Linked DNA regions of Sus scrofa: all the other regions are linked to region 2. Evidence: chromatin contacts called from public HiChIP or PLAC-seq data. All regions are on one chromosome and are shown on one strand. Each heading gives the region's core, a stretch centred on a gene start, on an enhancer-like site or on the middle of the called end of the contact. The rest is flanking DNA. Distances are from core to core; before and after follow the strand shown.

What was found. HiChIP or PLAC-seq counts read pairs in DNA pulled down with a chosen protein or histone mark.
Region 1: an H3K27ac HiChIP or PLAC-seq map of alveolar macrophages shows a contact between it and region 2. The contact joins the promoter of TNFSF15 here to the promoter of TRIM32 in region 2. A contact is called at or near these places in 1 of 5 promoter capture datasets (fetal liver) and 1 of 2 datasets of contacts at active chromatin or transcription factors (alveolar macrophages).
Region 3: an H3K27ac HiChIP or PLAC-seq map of alveolar macrophages shows a contact between it and region 2. The contact joins the promoter of TNFSF8 here to the promoter of TRIM32 in region 2. A contact is called at or near these places in 1 of 5 promoter capture datasets (fetal skeletal muscle) and 1 of 2 datasets of contacts at active chromatin or transcription factors (alveolar macrophages).

The regions. Positions count from the first base shown.
Region 1 is chr1:255,347,494-255,352,312 of Sscrofa11.1, reverse strand. It overlaps TNFSF15 (TNF superfamily member 15), which reads left to right and starts at 2,805. Exons shown (of 4, transcript NM_001244555.1): 1 at 2,805-3,081. The coding sequence starts at 2,857.
Region 2 is chr1:257,050,036-257,054,898 of Sscrofa11.1, reverse strand. It overlaps TRIM32 (E3 ubiquitin-protein ligase TRIM32), which reads right to left and starts at 3,478. Exons shown (of 2, transcript XM_021074548.1): 1 at 3,308-3,478. All of the region lies in intron 16 of ASTN2 (astrotactin-2), which reads left to right.
Region 3 is chr1:255,456,875-255,461,458 of Sscrofa11.1, reverse strand. TNFSF8 (TNF superfamily member 8) reads left to right here and starts at 2,439. Exons shown (of 5, transcript NM_001025219.1): 1 at 2,439-2,633. The coding sequence starts at 2,439.

The DNA of each region.
Region 1 (4,819 bases), core at 1,556-4,055, 1.7 Mb after region 2:
ACTAAAACTCAGGTCTCCAGATCTGGTGTTTTTAGTATTAACCATCTCTTGAGGTCTTTTGTCTTGTGAATATAACACCGACCTCTTCATTTGAACTCATACATTTACCACTTTTTTTTTTTTTTTTTTGCTTTTTATGGCTATACCCATGGTATATGGAGGTTCCAGGCTAGGGATCAAATTGGAGCTGTAGCTGCTGGCCTATGCCAGAGCCACAGCAACACAGGATCCAAGCCCATCTGCAACCTACACCACAGCTCCTGGCAATGCCGGATCCTTAACCCACTGAGCAAGGCCAGGGATCAAACTCACAACCTCATGGCTTCTAGTAGGATTCGTTTCTGCTGCGCCACAACGGGAACTCCCATTTACCACTTTTAAGACTCTGGTTTGATCAAGCCCACGTTTGATCAAGCCCACTAACTTCCTAAAAAAGAAATACAAGAGTAAGAACACATTTGCAAATCCCTTCAGGATGATTCGATATTAAGTGTGATTATGTTTTCAAAAGTTACAACAGCAAAGGAGTTCCCCAGTGGCTCAGTGGGTTAGGGATCTGGCATTGTCACTGCTGTGGCTTGGGGTTGAGCCTGTGGCATGGATTTGATCCCTGACCTAGGAAGTTCCACATACCATGGACACTGCCAACAACAACAACAACAAAAAGTTACAACAGCAAAGATTTAGGTTAGACTCAAGAAAAAGTTTATTAGATTTGCTAAACCAGGATTGCGTATAACCAAGGAACATTAAAAAACAAATCATCCTTTATTGGGATTCTTTGACAATATGTTAGATGCTTATTTCAATAGATGTTGGTTAAGAGTCTATTATGTGACAGTTACTGTGTTAGAAGCTTCAGGGAAGCGATGTGACCTAGTACCTTTCCTCTTGATCTAACAGTTGAATGAGAGTGATGAAAAACAGTCAGTCACAATCTAGTATGAAGTAGTCAACAACGGAGAAAGAAAGGGAAGCTAAAATAACACGGCTGAGGAGCTCCCGTCATGGTGCTGCAGAAACAAATCCAACTAGGGACCATGAGGTTGAGTTCCATCCCTGGCATCACTCAGCGGGTTAAGGATCCAGCGTTGCCGTGAGCTGTGGTGTAGGTTGCAGACATGGCTCAGACCCTGCGTTGCTTTGGTTGTGGCACAGACTGGCAGCAGTAGCTCCAATTAGACCCCTAGCCTGGGAACCTCCATATGCCACAGGTGTGGCCCTAAAAATCAAAACAACAACAACAAAAAAAATTGCTGAGCATGAGCGGCGCATCTCACCCCATCTTGGAGAGGGAGATGCAGGAAAGCGTTCTATATGATGTTAAAAAAATAGGGGAGCTAGGTGATAATGAAAGGAAAGGAATGATGGATGCTTTCCCAGTCAAAGGGTCAGCATGTATAAGAGTACAGGTAGTCCATAGTACATATGGGGGAGATGCAGCTTGGGAAAATAATAAGAGAAGAGCTGGACACTGAGGAGGGATGATGGTGGGCAGGTCATGAAAGGCTTTTCAAAGTAGTCTGAAGGGTTTAGGCTGTGACATAAGCAGAAGGAGCAACTGAATAGAGGCTAGTCAGATTGGTTTCCACCACATGCCACAGGACATCCTTAAGCTTTCCTCTTTGTGTAACCAATCTTTTTACAAGGTCCTCTGTTCTCCAATATCAAGTTCGCTAAGATTCAAGGTCTTGTTTCCATACCATGAAGCCTCTCCAACCCCTAGCTAGAAGGGATGACCTGCTCCTGGTAGAATGGGGGTGGGCATCCCTGTACATGCACTGCACAGCATACAGACAGTGAAGCCTAAGTTAGGAAGCTCTGGAAACAGCTTGCCCCAGTCCCAAGCCTGGCTTTACCTCTAGGCTTCATTGCCCTTATCTGTCGAGTGGGAATAACAACATTACTCGTCAAAAGGTTATCTCAGGATAAAATAATTTCATTGATACATTTAACGTGCTCAGAAGAGTGACTGGCGCAAAGTCAGTGTTTATTCAGTGTCAGCCTGTTACATGTTGTGGCCCCTGTACACACCCAGCGGTAGGCTAGTCAACTTTGGACTCATCGGAGAGTAGAAGTCAACGTCCTCCCCTCCTGAACCTCTGTGACCTCATACTCTTTCCTCAGAGAATTGGTCAACACAGGCTAGAAATATAACTTCCTTTCACAGACAACCATGTAGTAGAGACAAGAACCCCAGACCATGATTTAGAAGAACTAGATCCTCTTCCTAGCTCCTCTGTCTGAATCCCTGGCTGACCTAGGGCAAGTGCCTTCTCCTGGAACGTCGGTATTCCCCTCTGTGCAATGGGAAAAAGCTCCTAGGAGGCTCAAAAAGACAGAGGGCTTGGCGGCACTTTACAAAGTGGTGATGCAAACATGCTTTCCATCTCCCAGTCTGCAAGCCCCATCTCATACCTCCCCAACCTCGCTTTCACTTCCGGAAGAAGCACACTCCCCAGACTGGCACACTGGCAGCCTCCAGTGCAGGGAGCAGGTATATTTTCATTTGCCCCACCTACTGACTTGATGAATTCTTTTTCTCCTCCTCCAGGGACTTTCCTAACTTCCTTCTGTAAACGAAGGAAGGAGCACATGAGCACACTGTATATAAATATGCTTGGGAAAGCTTTCTTCTTCTCTTTTTTTTTTTTCCTTAAGCCAAACTTGGTTTCTGTTGTAGGCGGTGCATTCCCTAGCAGGGCGGGGCGCAGTGTATTGTAGAAGGGGAGGTGGGGAGGTCAGGGGGAGGAGCAAGCAGTGATTAATTCACCCACTCCGAGAGCTGGGCTTCTATTTAATGGGGGGGTCTCTTTGCCCAGGAGAATCAGAGGCAACTCCAGAGCCAGCCAGAGCATGGCAGAGGATCTGGGGCTGGGCTTTGGGGAGACAGCCAGCGTGGAAATGCTGCCCGAGCACGGCAGCTGCAGACCCAAGGCCAGAAGTAGGCTAGCATCTGGAAGTGGCAGCGCACGCTGGGCTCTGACCTGCTGCCTGGTGTCGCTCTCCATCCTGGCAGGACTCACCACCTACCTGCTCATTGGCCAGCTCCGGGCCCAAGGAGAAGCCTGTGTGTTTCAGGTAAGCAAGACTCCGTGGTGACCTGGAGGATCAGCAGCCCCGCTGCGGCCACTTGGCCACATTTCCAGCTCTAGACAGAGCTCCGTGATCCATCACATTCCTTGATTCCATATGCAGAGGAAATACAAAACGTGAGGGATGGAGAGGTCCAATTCGATTTTTTTTCTCGGTATTTCCAGGGGATAAATTGTACCTTTTTATGTTTATATAGGGACAACCTCAAGCCACATATTTTAGATAATTATTATTACTGATAATTTGGGAACATTCTTATTTTTTTAAAAAAATCTTTAAGTACAAAACTAGTATCTGATCCTTCAAAAAAAGGTAGAAAACACCCATAAGGAAGAGAAAATGTCATTACCCATTAACATTAGGGGGCATATAATTCCATATTTTTTAATAAAATAGATTGTTTTGTATCTTCTGATATGATTTTATTTATTTTAGTAAATTCACAGCAGCATGATGTTATATAGGTGGTTGTATTACATATTTGTATATGTGTGTGCTATAATTTATTGAATCAGCCCCCTTTCTTGGGTTTAGAAATATTCTTTTTCAGGGTTCCCATTGTGGCTCAGCAGTAACAAACCCGTGTGGTGTCCCTGAGGATTGGGTTCAATCTCTGGCTTTGCTCAGTGGGTTAAGGATCCAGCATTGCCATGAGCTGTGGTGTAGATCGCAGACGCATCTTGGATCTGGTGTTGCTGTGGCTATAGTTTAGGCCGGCATCTGCAGCTTCAATTCAACCCCTAGCCTGGGAACCTCCTTATGCTGCAGGTTGGGCCCTAAAAAGCAAAAAAGGAAAGAAAGAGAGAGAGAGAGAAGGAAGAAAGGAACGAGCCTTTCTCAAAACTCAAGAAAGACCCTCTTACCCAATTTCTATCTCGCTGGTCTTGCTGGGAGCAGGGAGTTGGGAAGCTTAGTCAAAAAAGAATATAGCGTCTAGGGAAAACAATGATGCAATGGTGGGAGGGTACTTACAGGTGACAGGGAAAACATAATTCTAGGCTAGGAACTTCAAAAACCTTAAAGCCTAAAGAATGTGTCATTGAACTAATGTCCTTTGCAAAATACTATCCTGCATAATCTGTGGTAACTGATTAACTGCAGTCCAAAGTATTAAATTTGGGAAAATAAGCTTTTCAATTGGTTTAATTGGAAACTTGTTTTCTAAGCAATGCTGGAGACTTCAAAGCACAGACACTGAGAGCAAGCCATAGTTAATGCGTCACTCTCACTGCCCAGCAGGGTCAGCAAACAGACCAAGATCAGACAGCAGCAGCCATGGCCATGTGCCATCACTCAGAAAATGTGGAAATGGACAGACAACAGGAAATGCTGCTTGGAGTCAGAGGAGAGCAGGAGGGCATGGGGGCTCAGGCTCTGACCCCTAGACTACTGTAGAGTTGTTCCTACAAAGTCAAACTGCAGTGTCCAGTCAGCATTCTGGACTCTGTCTCTCTTTAGCCAGAAAGACATGGTTGTTCTTAAATGAGGCATTCGGTGGCTTCCAGGAACCTGAGCTCTCTGGGTTCTAATGGGAAACCCTCTCTCTGCCCAAAACCATGTCTGAGATTGCCCATGCTGTGTTGATCTAGAAGTCCCTCAGGTGCACTGCCACGGTCCAGCGGGGCCCCGTCAGGAAGAGAGTCTGAAGCACAAGCTGGCACTAGACAGGAAGGGCTGCACATCCTCCCTCCAGAGATGGAAAAGCTAATACCCCCTTCCTGGT
Region 2 (4,863 bases), core at 2,229-4,728:
ACAGCTTCCCACTGATCTCCCGCAAGAATTCAGACCAAATTCCACTCGGGAAAACGCTTCCTCCCAAGCAATTAGGTTAGTCCTGGACCCTGCTTCCTCTGATCTCAGATCTTTCCCCCCAAAGCCTAATGCCCCTGGATTCTCTCAAATCTGAGATTCTGCACCTCAAGTCTCATCAGGGCTCCCCAATCCCTCCATATTTCCGAGATTCTGCACCTCGGATCCCTCCAGGGCCTTGAGATCCCCTCCCATCTTCCAGATGCCGCTGCACCCGTCTCTCAGGGCCCCACATTACCTCATACCTCCCAAGATGCTGCACCGTGAATCTTCTCAGAGCCGCTAGCTCTCCGCCCCGGCGGCACCTCTTCCGAGCTCCTCAGCCCCCTCGAAGCCCTACTGAGCCTGCCCCTCACGGCCCCACCCCCACCCCGGTCCTGCCTCTCTGATCCGGTCCCCAGACCCTGCCGTTATGCCTCGAACCGGCCGCCCGCACAGCTCCCGCCCAGCCGCTCAGCCGCTGCCAGCGACTCGGGCCACGATCCCGCGTCCCCCACCCTCCATCCCGCCCCCTACCTGACCGGCCGCGGCTCCGACGCGTCCACCGCTGCCAGCCCACCCGCCCGCCGGCCTCTGCGCACGCGCGGACGCGCACGCCTTAGCGGGAGCCAATTCGCAAAGCCGCCTGTCCGTCACTACGCCCCGCCCCCCGAGCCTGGCTGGGGTTTGTAGGCTGGCGGGCCGAGCTCGCGGCCCAGCCGTTGGTCGCGGCGATTCTTCGGGTCAGGATTCAGTGCTTTAGAAATACGTAATTCTGATTTCTGTCCCCATGGTAAGGTTAGAGGAAATGAGACGAAGGAGGCCCACCCAAGCTCACGCAGCGAGTCGGGAGCTAAACCAGAACTCATATGTCTGGCTCCAACCTGTACGCTAGAACGTGGTCTCCAGGAGTGGTCCTCAGCCAGTGGCCTCTCTGAACCTCAGCTTTACCGTCGGAGAAATGGGCCAAAGAGAGAATCGAGCTTTCACTGTGGGGCAAGCACAGAACCAAACACGCTTAGAAAGGTAGTGCTTCGGGCCCATAGTTTGCCTTGTGACACACCGCAGCCTAGAGTTAAGTTTATATGATGATTGATCTCGTGAAGAATTCTTACACCTACTCAGCTGGGAGGCCCACAGCAGAGGTAGATAGGGGAACACGCTGAGCCCCTGTCCCTGAATTTGAAGCTACCCAGGTCAGGCTTTCGGGGAGCCAGGAAAGGGTAGAATCCTTGCAGGAGAGACAGAGTCTAGCCTATGGGCTGGCGGCGTTTGGAGCCAGCCATACAGTAAAGCTTAGGAGAGTATGGGCTTGGATTTGAAATCCTGGGTACGTAGCCTGACCCTTTCACAATGATAAAACAGCAAACAAAACCCACAGAACCAACATCTTTGAGCACTTAGTGTCTGGCTGAGCTTCACACTTCACAGGCATAGTTCACTTAATCTTCATCAAAACCCTATGAGGTAAGCAGCTGATATCTGGGTAGCTAAATAACAGAGCCACTTGTTCATAAGTATAAAGCCCAGACTGGACTGATTTTGAGAACCCAGCCTCTTAACTGTGTTTACTCTCTCTGCCCATTTCTTTCTTTCTAAGTGGAGATCAGATTTGCTCTAAGGATTAACTGAGATTGTTAATATATAGTGGTTTGCATTTAATTAAGGGTATGCTCACTGCGTTCTCAGCGAGTACCAGGACCTGGGACGTGGTGATTTCTCACAAATCGCATACCAGGTTTGGCTTTTACTTACCCACTTCCCTACGATCCTCTCTAGTGGGCTGTGAACTCCTTGAAGGACAGTGCCTGTTCATTTTCATATCTGTTAGCACTGTGCCCAGCAGAGAAGTTGCTGAGTAAGTGAGTCAGATTCAGAAATTCGACCTTAGGCAAATCACATCCCCTGTCTGACCTAGAGTTATTCCAGCTGCAAAATGATTCAGTGAGGTCAATCAAGTGAATTTGGACCATTTTTTGAACACTGACAATATACCAGGCACTCCTTAGTTATTGCCCTATGTCACAATTAATCTTCTCAACCAGGATTCAAGTAGGCATCAGTAGTTTTATCTTACAAAGGAAGCAGCTGAAGCTCAGCAAGATTAAATGGCTTGCCTAGAGTCACCTTCTGGGAAGTGGCAGGGCTGGGGCACAAACCCAGGCCAGTCAGACCTACCACATGCTCCAAACCACCATCCAAAAACTAGTCATATTATACAACACCAGCTATCTTCCTCTTTGTATTGAGGAAGTTTTGTTTTAAAGCCTCAAAAAAAGAGAGAGGATGTTTAAGAATTCAAGGAAAATGGGGCAAGTCATGCCTGTCATGACCACAGAGCATGATCCTGTTAAGGCGTAGATGCTCAGATGAGTTGTTCTGAGCGGCACTGCCAGCAAAAAGGAGGGATTGTCCTCTGCCTTGGGTTTCTGCTGTGGTGGATACTTAGTGCAACCAGAATGACAAGAAAGTTCTCTGGACGGAAGCCTAGTGTGTTTCTACCAGCCACTGTGTTGCAGCCAGGGAAGATGGGGGAGCCAGTGTCAAACCGTTTCTTCCCAGCCTCAAGGCCTCACTTATACACCTTCCATAGACTAGGTGGGGAGTTATCACCCTGTCTGATGAAAACCAAAACTCCAAGCCCCAAATCTCAATTCAGGACTCATATTTTTGTACTGACCTTTCCCCTGTCATAGACAGGAACTAATAGTACTCCTGACAGCCTGGGGATATAGTCCAATCATGCTTTTAAAAAGCAATAACAGAGAGTTCCCGTCGTGGCTCAGTGGAAAGGAATCTGACTAGCATCCATGAGGACACAGGTTCAATCACTGGCCTCCATCAGTGGGTTAAGGATCTGGCATTGCCCTGAGCTGTAGTGTAGGTCAAAGATGCAGCTTGGATCCTGCATTGCTGTGGCTGTGGTGTAGGCCAGCAGCTACAGCTCCAATTTGACCCCTAGCCTGGGACCTCCATATGCCAAGGGTGTGGGCCTAAAAAGAAAAAAAAACAAAAACAAAACAGGAGTTTCCACTGTGGCATCTCTGCCGTGCCAGAATGCAGGTTCAATCCCAGGCCTGGCACAGTGGGTTAAAGGATCCGGTATTGCTGTGGTGTATGTTGCAGGTGCAGCTTGGATCTGAACCCTGGCCTGGGAGCTCCATAGGCTGTGGGGTGGCCAAAAAAGAAATAGGAAAGCAAACAAAAACAACAAAAACCTTTTCTTTTAAAACCATTTGTTTGCCTTTTTTTAAAATGTCCAGTTACTTACCAGTTAAATTAATTACCATGCTTCCCACAAAATCTCAGGCTAAAATAAACACCCTGAGAAAATGTACTTATTTCAGTCCTGTGGCTTTGCATACCCTGGGCACATTATTTTCCTCATACACAGAGACATTTTTAAAATACTCTTTGTGGAGTACTTTAAATATCCTTCATTCATCAGAACACTGTGAACCAGCTGTAATAGAAAAAATAAAAATCATTATAAAAAAATCCTTCATTCAGCGTTTAACCATAATGGTTTTTTTTTTTTAATACAACTTTTAAACCACCTGTATCAGTATCAATTTTCTTAGGCTGTTGTAAGAAGTGTCACAGACTGGTGGTTTAGCACAGGGGAAATTCATTCCCTCACAGTTTTGGAGGCTAGAAGTCTGAAATTAAGGAGGCAGTGGGGCAAGGCTTTCTTTGAAATTTCTAGGGAGGATCTGTAACCAAGCAGGACCCTATGGGGCCTTCCTGGAACAGGACCCTCCTCACCCCCATGGCCTCCACCTGCCTTTTATCTGTGGAAAAACTTTAGTCAAAGAGTAAATTTAATCAGAGACACGAAAAAGGGCAGAAGGAAAAGTGTCAAGTAAAACAAAGTGATAATAGTTCAGCCCTCAGAGTCAAGGACTTTTGCTTCCTCCTCGGGCTATAGCTAATATTTGAACCATACCTTTTGAGCTGTTTGCCAAATACTGAAACCCCCACCAAATGGAAAGAGTTAACTCTGTGCTGCCCACAAGCACATAGACCCCAGGCCAGTTGGAACCAGGTTGATGATGTTGACTCCTGATTACCTCATCACCAGCCAATCAGAAGAGGGTCCATAAGCTGATCACATACCCCACAACCCTCCTCCCTCACTTTGTCTTCAAAAACCTTTCCCTGGAAGCTTTGGGGAGCGCAGGTCTTTTAAGCACTAGCTGCCCTGGACTCTTTGCTTTGCACCCCGCAGTAAACACGGCACCTTCCTTCATCACAACCTGGTGTCAATAGATTGGCTCTGCTGCTTGTGGGCAAGCTAGACCCAAGGATAGTTTGGTAACAGATACATGCCTCTCTAGCTTCTGGTGGTCCCAAGTGCCACTTGGTTTGGGGTAGCATGACTCCAATTTGTCTATGGCTTCATGTGGTCGTTTTCTCCCTGTGTGTCTCTGTCTTCACATGGCATTATCCTCTGTGCCAGTGTCACCTGAAAAGAAAAAAACGCAATCTAAAAATTGAGACTTGAAAACAATCCAGCGGATAAAACGTGAGGACTTACACCTGGAAGACAGCCTCTCAGAAGGCTTGAGGGATGGCTCCTAATAGGTAAGGTGGGAGCCAGGATATATAGAAGTTTGGGAACCAAAACTAGGTAGTTGGACCGTCAGTCATTGTATTGCATTTATTATTATTATTAAGTCCATCGGTGTGTAGTAGAGGGCTTCAGAATCAGAGAAACCTGGGTTTGGAACCCCAGTTTCATCCATCTGGAAGGTTATTTTGGGGAACATACTAAAAGTTGATTGGAGGTAATGCTTGGTAACTTGTTGCACCTGACAAGCTGTATAA
Region 3 (4,584 bases), core at 1,190-3,689, 1.6 Mb after region 2:
TGGGCCAACAAGCAGCTAGGGAAGCAACCTGATCTGAAAATCTCAACTGCTCAGAAGGTTCTGAGTAAAAACAAAGGGTGATTTTTCCCCCTTGTCAGCCTTCCCTCCCAGGACACTGTACTATATGCAAAACGTGTAACTGTAAGACAAACATTTTTTTCCACTGCCCTTCTGAGCCTCATGGGCCTTCAGGAAGACCTGCACTTCAAGCAAAGCCTTTTTATTTTTCAACACCCACAGCTTCCATTCAACAATCAGAAGTTTTCCACTTTCATCAAAGAGACTGCAGAGAGAGGCCAAGGGAGCAGCCTGTTCTCAGCAGCTCCGGGCAGACAACAGAGCCCCCTGCTACCCACTCACTGTCCGTGCCCACCACAGGACACGGCCAGGTACACACCCGCCCCCAAACACAGGCTGACTTCATTCCCACCTCAGTGACAGATCAAATGAACACGTGCACCCACTTCTTCCAAAACCTAGCCCAACCTGGGATCGAGGGGGTCTTAGCTTGCTTGACTGTAAAATGGGTACACTTTATTCCATGCTATTTAGCCCAATAAAACAATTTACCTCTTGACGGTTCTTCCATCTCCAGGATCTATGATTTTATGGATTCACTGGGAAGGAATATCCAGACCACCTCCTACAGTGACCCAACTCGGCTGATGCTCAGCAGCTTGGGACATCTGCGAGGGCAGCAGTGGTAAAAATCCAAGCTTGGCTTTAGACACAGGGCATTTCCTTTGAAGGATCTGGGATTTCTGCTGGCTCTCAGAGATACATGGCAGCCAAAAGTGAGCAGAAAGGGGAGGGTGCAATAAAGAACGGGGTACTTCCAAATGAAGTTTTCAGAGTTACACCCGGAGGCACCAACTATGCAGTGATTCACTTTTTAAATGGTATTTTGAAATGGAGATCATTAGTGACCACAGATGTGACCAGCTCTGTCCTCCAGAAAATCCATTCTTTCTAAATTCCAGACCATTTGGAATGTTTAACCAGAATGGTGCAACACCATCTGCCAAGTCTATTCCCATTCACAGAGTTCTCTTACATCACTAACTCATTTGACCTTCACAGTGGCTGTCCGTGCAGATGGGGAAAAGAGGCGGGGTGGAATGATTTAGACAAGGACCCAAGACCAACGAGGGGGTAGGGCTGAGACAGGCCCTCAGGTTTTCATCCTTCCAGTGCAAAGACATGTTGAATGATTTAGTGTGCGTTCAGAGGCCAGCCAGGGATGGCTTGTGCACCCAAGGCATTTCATTGATCAACATCTGCAACTTTGACAGAGACTCTGTTTATCCTCTCTGATCCTCAATTTTCCCATCTGGAAAAAAGAAATATCTGCCTCGGAGGGCAGAGGTGAGACAACTTCTAAATCTCCTAGCACTGTGCTGGAAACAGAGGATGATCGTTCAACTGTAGTAGTCTCTCTCTCACACTCACACACACACATCACAAACACGCACCTCCTGTCATGAAGGCAAACCACACATGCACAGCATACACGTGCCACACACCCACCACCTACAGGCACAGCACATGCACACACCACAGAGGAACCCCCCACACACATTCTGCACCATTACCACTTCCCCACCCCCACCCTCACTGCCAATTCCTTCCCCTTTTTCTGAGGTTTACAGCAAGTCCAAGTTTATCTGCAAATTTAACAGACTGCAATACACTCTGCAGGAACTTCTGTACAAAAGATCAGTGTTTCTGAAAAGGGTCTTCAAAAGATCAGTGATACTCAGAAAGTATCTCTGAATCTGTTCCCGAATTTCATACCGCCATAAGCTTGTTACCCTTTGGATAAATCTCCAGATTTGTGGGCTCTTCCTTCCCAGATATCTAGTAGTATTTCCAGTTTTTAGCAGGAGCCAATATCATCAATTCTTCTGGTCACTCTACTGCAGCCCAAGGAAGCTAGTCTCCCCAAGGCCCAGCAAAGAGACATTTTCTGATGAGCACCTCTGAGCTGCTGCAGCCCTTGCTAATGTGCAATTTCTCAGTCAGGAAGGCGTTTTGTGTCTGAGACTGACTCAAACAGAAGTTGCTTTGCGCGCGCACACACACACACACACACACACACACACACACACACACACAGAGACACACACACACCCCAGGGTAGGGAAACCGTCATTTTCCTATTCACCCTGTGACATCAGCCACCTTCTCTGTAGCTACAGTTTCTCTTCACTCAAATTAATCCCTGGCGATGAAAAATGAGCCTCTCCCCCACCCCTGCTGCCACCCTTCACCTCACGCCCCCAGAGAAGAGTTTCTTCTTCGTGTGGCGGCCGGTGAAGGTTTTTTTCCAAGTCACATGATCCAGGATGCAGGGGGAGAATCCTTCTTGGAACAGAGATGGGCCCAGACCGACTCAGATGAGGAGAGATAAGGTGTGATGTGGGGAAGGCTATATAAGAATGGACCCAGGGCTCCAGCAAGCATTCAACCCACTGGCCCCTTCTCAAGACACAGCCATGCATGTGCCCGCAGGCTCCGTCACCAGCCACCTGGGAACCTCCAGCCGCGGTTACTTCTATTTCACCACGGCCTCGCTGGCTCTGTGTCTCGTCTTTGCCGTGGTGACCATTATGGTGCTGGTAGTTCAGAAGACGGTAAGTGGACTTCTCTTCTTTGCCTTTCCTTTCTGATTTATGTTCCGTTTTCTCCACAGAGACTTGGGGATAAGCTTAAAAAAAAAAAAAAAAAAAAAAAGCCTGCATCATGTAGAGAAAGGGAGCAGAGAAATGGGAACTTAACCCTTCCAAGTAACATGGCTTTCTGAGAGAAAACTCTGTCAAGCCCTCTTCTCCAACTTTCCAGGCTCACGTGAGCCAAGAGAAGGGAGAGGAGCTATCAGCCTAGAGCAATTAAGATATTTAAAGGTTGCTGATCCAGAGACTGGTATCAAGGAAGGAAGCAATAAGGAGACGTGATAACACACTGGTATCACGTCTTAGGTGTTTTCAGACCAGATTCCAAGGTTCTGTATTCTCAGTCCAAATGTCCCTGAGATTTTGGAGGCTTCATCCAGGGCTAAGAGGTGTTTAAACCAGGAGCTAAGTTTCAGAGGCCAAAACCTGTAAGGGAAGGAAGCAAGAGAGAAAACCAGGGCTCCTCAGAGTTTGGGCATTTCAGCGTTAAAGCTCACAAGACAAATTGAAAACTTCCTTCCAAGCCACTGCTTTGAAGAGCTTAGAGTGTCACAAAAACATAGAGCACAGAGGCAGAACACAAATATTTTTCACACCTGTTCCCTCTGAGACTGCTCAGAATTCTAAAACTACAAGCAATTATGGGTACAACACTGTGGAGTCAAACTGCCTCAGGAAATTTACCCTTTTTTCTTTTTAAAGTAAATGGTAAGATCTGTTGTGAAAACAGACAGATGAAGAAGGAAGCTTCTTCATATTTTAGGAAACTGGTCTTTATAGAGAATCCACCAGCATGTATTTTAAAGAAAATACGGCAGTGATAGTATATATTGAATTTTTAAATTTTGACAGTTTAAAAACTGTACCCCCACCCTGCTACAGTAAGTACATGTCTATCTATTCCTTCAAAGCTCCCATTTTTCATGGTATTACAATCCTGCAGAATTTGTTCTGGTTTCCTTCAGCTGCCTTGGGTTGAATGCTCTTTAACTCATTGATTGCTAAAAAGAATGAAGCTTAAAAGGCTTTGGTATCTGTTTCTCAATCGTCATCAAGCTTTGAAATTTAAATGAAGAACTGAGGCTGCATTAAAGTGAAAGAAAACAGAATTGACAGCATTTGATTTAGATTGTAGGATTTATAATATTCATCATTTAATGCTCTCATCTACATCTACTGGTAATAACACTCTTGAAAATATTCTAGGACCCTTTTTTTCTGTACAGGGTCTATCATTTCTGTAATTCTAATTGTAAGTAAACCAGGAGTGTATTATTTTATAGCAACAGCCGAAGAAAAGAAATCAAAGTGTTCTTTGCAAATTTCTTTAAAGTTTGCAGCTAGAACTGCTATGAGAAAGAAAGGAAGAGAGAAAGAGAGAGAGAGCTGATGGGGATACAGGGTGTGGTGGTAACATGTAAAGCTAGAGAGAACCCCGAAATGGTCCTTATTCAAATCTTAACTTTGGGTTGAATTGAGTCTTTCCATGAAGGAATTGGAGTGGATCTTTCTGCCCCATTTTTGAAAATGTGGAAAATGAGGAACAGAAAGGGGACAGACAAAGGCTTGACCTTAAATTGTCCTGAGAAAGTGGTGCAGTCAAGACTGTCTGACTCTTTATGACCGTCCCCTTTGACAATGTAGATGGCCCCAGAATCACTAAGAAACTTGGTTCCTGCTCTTCTTTTGAGAGTCTTATCTTCTTGGCATCTGCCTTCCTTGACCTACCCTTCTGCTGGGACACGAAAAGATTCACTTCACAATCTGACTGGAGGGTTTCATGTACAGTGATTTCTTGGCCTGAGAAACATCAGCTACTTGCTTAAAAGCACTGTGATATTAAAAGTTAAGTGTTTTACACATATCATTTCCAATAATTTGCTCAGCTATTAACTGTCATAAGAGCTAAGAA